Linked DNA regions of Mus musculus: region 2 is linked to region 1. Evidence: chromatin contacts called from public promoter capture Hi-C data. All regions are on one chromosome and are shown on one strand. The core of a region is the stretch at or near the end of the contact, and the rest is flanking DNA. Distances in the headings are between cores, read along the strand shown.

The links. Promoter capture Hi-C pulls out the DNA fragments that hold promoters and counts their contacts.
Region 2: a contact with region 1 is called in a promoter capture Hi-C map of hippocampal neurons, with 6 times the contacts expected there. The contact joins the promoter of Lrrtm1 here to the enhancer-like site in region 1. A contact is called at or near these places in 5 of 39 promoter capture datasets (cranial neural crest, frontonasal cranial neural crest, hippocampal neurons and 2 more), 12 of 484 Hi-C or Micro-C datasets (cerebellar granule neurons, cerebellum, cerebral cortex and 4 more) and 1 of 115 datasets of contacts at active chromatin or transcription factors (embryonic forebrain).

Annotation. Positions count from the first base shown.
Region 1 is chr6:73,516,652-73,519,922 of GRCm38.p6, forward strand. No RefSeq gene overlaps it. Among named protein-coding and RNA genes, the nearest start is that of 1700065L07Rik, 47 kb to the left of the region's middle. Within about 2 kb of position 1,535, at least 5 of the 459 cell types and tissues checked have an H3K27ac peak or open chromatin away from gene starts, as enhancers often do. A contact at or near this core is called in hippocampal neurons, where this site is marked.
Region 2 is chr6:77,240,769-77,244,039 of GRCm38.p6, forward strand. It overlaps Lrrtm1 (leucine rich repeat transmembrane neuronal 1), which reads left to right and starts at 1,709. Exons shown (of 2, transcript NM_028880.4): 1 at 1,709-2,454; 2 at 2,735-3,271. The coding sequence starts at 2,794. All of the region lies in intron 8 of Ctnna2 (catenin (cadherin associated protein), alpha 2), which reads right to left.

The sequences.
Region 1 (3,271 bases), core at 285-2,784:
ACAGTGTTAGTCTGTCATGAGATGTGAAGATCAGGGATTTGGAGAAATTGATGACATGGTATTGTAGCACTGATTGGCTGCCTCAGTGAAGTCTCAGTGATGTAGCTTAATGTTCACTAAAGTATAACAAGATTCTATGTCCCAGTCTTCTCTTATAAAACTGAGCCTTGACCAATAACATCAGGAGACCCCAGACCAGTTAAGGTGGAGGACAGGACAGTATGAAATAAGAGCACAGCCTGTCTACTTATCCTCATTTCCATACTGTTAATAACCCCTAAGCCTGGTGATAGATATACTACATAGTCTGCTAGATTTTTTTTTTTGAGACAGGGTTTTTTTTGAGTAGCCCTGGCCACCCTGAAACATGCTCTATAGACAAGGCTACCTACATCTACCTCCTGAGTGCTGTGATTAAAGGTATGCACCACCATGGTCCAGTCCACTGCCAAATGCAAAGAGAGCAGAAATTCGGGGGTGGGGGTGGGGTGGGGAGGGGGGTCGCTTAGGGGTGCACACCCCTAAGCTCAGCATTTGAGAAAGAAAGACAGGAAGATGTAAGTTTTGATCAGCTTGGGCTACAAAGTAACAAAAATATAATAAAATATAGGAAAAGAAAAAGAAATAGGAAAGGAAAGGAAGGAAGAAACTCAGAAAAGGAGGTATTATTTGTGATTGTGTCTTTCAGATTCATGGTGCTGGGAGCTTGATATGGGCCTTGGTCAAAACATAAATTCAGGCAGTTCCAGAGGGCAACAAACACACTTCTGGGGGTTATCTGAGTAGTATTGACTCATTGAAAAGTATCCAATAAAATGCTGTGACTCTTAATAAAAAATGACTTGTCAACATAAATTTACTAGGCGGGATATTTTAGGATTCAATTTACATAGACCATACAGAAAGACGTATCATTTGGTTTGAAGGCCCCGTTAATGGTATGTTACGTGAAACATGCCATTTACCATTAGTATAGCAGCATAGCATCCTTTTTTTCTCTTTCTTTCTTCTTTTGGTTTTTCGAGACAGGGTTTCTCTGTGCAGTACTGGATGTCCTGAAACTCACTCTGTAGACCACGCTGGCCTCAAGCTCAGAAATCCACCTGCCTCTGCATCCCAAGTGCTGGGATTACAGGCATGCGTCACCACTGCCCGGCATGCATAGCAACTTTTGAATAAGATGAAACCGTCCATTCTAAATAAGACAGGTGACACCATATTTTAGCTTAAGTTGAAACCTTTACAGAACTGATCAAAGGAACAGCACTGAGAGAGAGATGGACCGATTATATCAAGGAGAGAAGGGCTATCATAGAATGAGGGCGGTAAGGTCAGGGGCAGGCCAGTAGAGATGATGTCTGTGGTGCTGACATCAGGGCATGGCTAGACGGTGTGAAGCCAGAAGAGTCTAGCTTCAGAAATCCCGATGAGAAGAACCCGTTCAGCAGATCTTGTCACGGTGAGTGGAAATTCGTTGTTTCAGGTTTTTCACCGGTGCAGGAAAAGGGGCGACATGTGGCTTGAAACTGCCAGTAGGGGGCGCTGCAGGCAAGGAAATCAGGGATTAGGCACCGTGTTCTCAGATGTGATGACAATCGTCTCAGGATCTCTGAAAATAAGCTTGAGAGTGACAGGATTTTCAGATGTCAATAAGGGTCAGTAACTGGCTGTGGGGTTTTGGGAGCTGTCCTGGGATGTTGGAAGACAAGCGACATTCTGCAAAAGAGATGGTATTGTGATCAGCTTATGTAGGGATCAGCTTATATAGGAGGGAGCCAAGAGAGTTTACTGCTACTTAGAGGCCTTCTTCTGTGAATTTGTCATTTGATTTTGGATCAAGGTCTCCATGCTTCAGTTTTCTTACTGATGACTTGGACTGTAAAGTTGGAAAGAGATGTTGGTTTTCAGAGAAACAAAAACGTTTCTGGCCTGTGGTGCGTTGTGACAGCCTTTTGCTGTAAGTTACTGTTTGAGATGGACATTTTGGTCTTTCCTCCTGTACTGTTGTTAGGAATGGTGTTTAGATGCTGTTGCTGTTGTGTCAAGATTGAGGGCTGTGGAGATGGCTCACCAGCTAAGAGCACTTTGCTTTTCCAGAGGACCTGAATTTAGTTCCCAGTACCCATGCTGGCTGGCTTACAACCACCTGAAACTCCAGATTCAGGGCATCTGACACCCTATTCTGGCCTCTGAGGCATCTCACACCCAGGCAACGTGTCCCGTCCCCCCCCCCCCCCAGCAGAAATAGATTATGCAGTAAGTATTTAAAACATAAAAAAGAGGGGAATGGAAGAGACACATGCAGAACCGCTCTCTAATCGCTCTCCAAACTTCCGGTGACCTTTACAGCATCTTGTCTGATTAGCATCCTTCTAAACCTCTTAAGGCTCTGGACCCTGGAGCTGTGCTGTGTACAAAGTATCTCTCTGAAAAGAAGGAATGCCAGTGTCTGGGTGAGCACCTAACATCTGCTGCAGCCCGCCTTCCTGGGATGGAGAGAAAAGTCTGGGTTGACTTTTTGAACTTAGCCGGAATAGGACTCTTTCTGGAAAGCAGCTGGGACTGTCAGCTTGCTTGTGCTGATCATGAGGCCCGAGGGTCCCAGCTTGCCCATTTTTAGTCCTGGCTTAATCTTGGCTTTCTGCTCTCTGTGTGGGGGTTTACGTGGGTGTCATCTGCTTTGATCGGCTTTGCTCCATAAGGCGAGCTTTGCACTCGCAGAAGCCCTGGTCTCTGCTTTTAGTGCCGTTCGCCTCCCCTGTGATTATTTATTGTTTATGTGTTGTAGTCGTGCGGCCTTTCCTTGCCTTTCTTGGCACGACTGGCGAAAAGCAAGTTCATCTTTGCTGACAAGTTTGAGCCTAGAGTTTGCAGTTTGGGTGATGATTAAGGCGTGGCCCGGGAGACTTTTCCTGTTTGTGTGTGCAGAGGGAAAAGCTGGAGCATGTGGGTTCAGGACTGGAATTTTGAAGGGTAATGGACTAAAGCTTCCTTGATTTGGGGTTTGGGAAATAGCCCTCCCAACTTAGATGGAATTAAGTTGTAGAGTACATAAATCTGGCTGTGGTCCCTTAGTCATTCAAAGGTTACTTCCTAACACCATTTCCTCCGTAAGTATTCTGTTAGGACAGGCCTTTTATGATAAAGGGGCAGAGCCTGGAAAGACCTGCTCAGGAAGAATGTTCGGTCACTTTTTGGAGACATGGGGCGCCAAGAAGTATGTTACAACCCACTGTGTGCTGGCTTCTGCGGTTGTTGGTCATTGGGGAAA
Region 2 (3,271 bases), core at 459-2,958, 3.7 Mb after region 1:
TTGTTTCTCTGTCTGTTAAAGTGTTCTGCAGCAACACAGAAGTGCCAAGTGCCTAGTCCAGAGCTAAGTTGGAGACAGGGTGAGGACAGCTGACCATCCAGAGTTGCACAGAAAGAACACAGCTCTGAGGAGGAACAACAAAGATCTATCTGTGACAGTAAGTTGTATGACCTTGAATAATCCCCAGATGTCTCTGGCCTCAGGTTCATCATGTGCAAAATGGAGAAGGTTGATTTTTTCTCATGTCTCTTGTAGCTCCTAAGACAGCATGTGATGTCTAGGACATTTCAGATTTGTGTTCTTTTCAATTAAATGATGCATCCTGGAGATGAATAACCAAGGCAGAGCTCAGAGGAATACAGAATGGGATGATTCATAGGGCTTTTCCTGAAAAGTGTTACCTGTCTTTGGTGACCTTAATTCTACCGATTCGTCTTTTCAACTTTGTTGTTCAGGGCCAGTTTAGTGGCTTGACCAATCTCAACCTGTGGGACCTTCCAGCTCACCATCACTCCTAGGAACATAGGAGTGATAGCGCCCATTTACTTGGAGTTTATTAGAAGCAGAAATGATGCAGATGTGAGGACAGTCGTCCACTTCCACCCATGACTCCTCCTGACACTGGCTTACTTGGCCATGTTTGAAGATTTTAACTTTTTTTTCTTTTTTTAAAACAGATGGCCAATTGGTCTGTTGCAATAGGGTAGAACTGGTTGTGACCAGAGGGGTACTTATTCATTATATGGACTACTGTCTATAAAGGATTGAAGGTAGAAAATCCAGCCGGGGCTTTTCCTGGTATTCTAAGAAAAGTAACATTACTGTACAGTAGCACAACTGAATCAAGGATGGGTGGATGAGAAAAAGGCTTCCTTTTCCTTTAAAATACCTCTTCTCTACACATTTTCTAGTGCATTCTCCAGGGGTTAGATGTAATTAGCATGAACAGCACATGTCAGTGGTAGGCTCTCCCATGTCATGCAACAGCATCTTTATCCTTGAAAGCAGTGTGCTCCATGTAGACTGGGTGAGCCCCAGGAGCAGCTTCAGCAGTCTCTGAGTACACAGACTGAATGTGCCTTACTGCAGCTCTCTCACACCAGCCCGACTCAGATGGCTTTTCCAACAGAGTGGGCTTGCAAAGCATTTCAGCAACCTCTGAAAATGGCCAGCTCCATGTAGAAGGGTAGTTAGTGTAAGTGTTGGCAAAGGAGAGGAGAGGAGAGGGTAGGAGAGGTGAGGGGAGTGGAGGAGAGGGGAGGGGAGGGGAGGGGAGGGGAGGGGAGGGGAGGGAAGGTGGAGGAGAGGAGAGGGGAGGAGAGGAGAGGAGAGGAGAGGAGAGGAGAGGGGAGGGGAGGGGAGGGGAGGGGAGGAGAGGGGAGGGGAGGGGAGGGGAGGGGAGGAGAGGAGAGGAGAGGAGAGGAGAGGAGAGGAGAGGAGAGGAGACTGAGACTGTCAGAATCAAACCCCAAATCCCTGCCTTCTTGTGTCTCCTCTCAAGTTGTTTTTGGAAAGCAAAGAAACAAATGTTGATTGCTCTACAGAGTCCTACGTTTCTGTTACACGTACGCAGTTTAACAGAGGGGGATATATCCCCAAAGAAAGGTTGGCGGTGGGGGGGGGGCGAATATGTTAGTCCCTCATTTAGATATATCTTGTCATTGATGATGTTTCTTACCCCCCCTCTTCTTTTTTTTTTTTTTTTTCCGCCCGCAAATAGATACAAGAAAAAAAAAAGCTGAGAGTGTTTTTCATTTCATCAAAGAACATATATTACTTTAGCGGCTCGGTTTAAAAAAAAAATGTTGGTTTTCTTCCCACCCCTTTTCAATCTGCCGGTGTTGGAGGTGCTCGGAGAAGACGCACAATCGCGAGCAGCTTACGACACTCAGTGAGCAGTCGGTGCCGGTGCAGGCTCGCGCACACTCCTCGGAGGAGGGAAGGAGCCGGGCGCTGCTCTGCGCTCCGCAAGGCATGAGCCGGCCAGGTTTCCGCAGCTGCCCGGGACACGAATGGCAGGCGTTCTCCAACCTGGACTCCAAGGTGGCTTCGATTCGCGTTGGTCATTGCCGATGACATTCTCCAGACTGTCAAATCCTGGGGAGTCTCGAGCCCCGAGTTTGGAGTTGATCTTTTACCTCAACCCCCCAACCACGTCACAGTCTCAACTGCAGAGGAAAAAAAAGGGGGACCGAGGCAGGAAGGCGAGAAGCACGGGCTCCCGGCACGTAGTTGGGAAACTTGCGGGTCCTAGAAGTCGCCTCCCCGCCTCGCCGACCGCCCCTGCAGCCCCGGAGCGCAGCAGCAAAGTGAGACATTGTGCGTCTGCCAGATCCTCGGGCCGCGGAGCAGGGCTGCCTCGGGAAACACAGAGGGGTCTTCTCTCGCCCTGCATATAATTAGCCTACACACAAAGGGAGCAGCTGAATGGAGGTTGTCACTCGCTGGAAAAGGGTGGGTAAGACACTTTTTTAATTAAATTCTTTCCAGAAGAAAAAAATTTTTCCTCCCTTTGCTGCCGCATCTAACATGGACTGCATTACCCCGGCTTTGATCTTTCCGTGGCTGTGAACTTTGTATGCCGCCCGGCTTTCTGCATGCTTAGAGGTGAACGTGTGGCTCTAGGGAGGGGGGGTTCCTTCTGCATTTTTCTATATTGATTTGATTTTTTTTTTGTCCCTTTCTTTCCCCCTCCCCCTCCCTCTCCTCTCCCTCGGAATAAAATATGCTATAGATTTCTGACCCAGCGCTTCCAATGGACATTCTCCAGTCTCTCTGGAAAGATTCTCGCTAATGGATTTCCTGCTACTCGGCCTCTGTCTACACTGGCTGCTGAGGAGGCCCTCGGGGGTGGTCTTGTGTCTGCTGGGGGCCTGCTTTCAGATGCTGCCCGCCGCCCCCAGCGGATGCCCGGGGCAGTGTCGGTGCGAGGGGCGGCTGCTGTACTGCGAGGCGCTCAACCTAACCGAGGCGCCCCATAACCTGTCCGGCCTGCTGGGCTTGTCTTTGCGCTACAACAGCCTCTCGGAGCTGCGCGCCGGCCAGTTCACAGGGTTAATGCAGCTCACGTGGCTGTATTTGGATCACAATCACATCTGCTCGGTGCAGGGGGACGCCTTTCAGAAACTGCGCCGAGTTAAGGAACTCACGCTGAGTTCCAACCAGATCACTGAACTGGCCAACACCACCTTCCGGCCCATGCCCAACCTGCGCAGCGTGGACCTGTCCTATAACAAGCTGCAGGCGCTAGCTCCGGATCTCTTCCACGGGC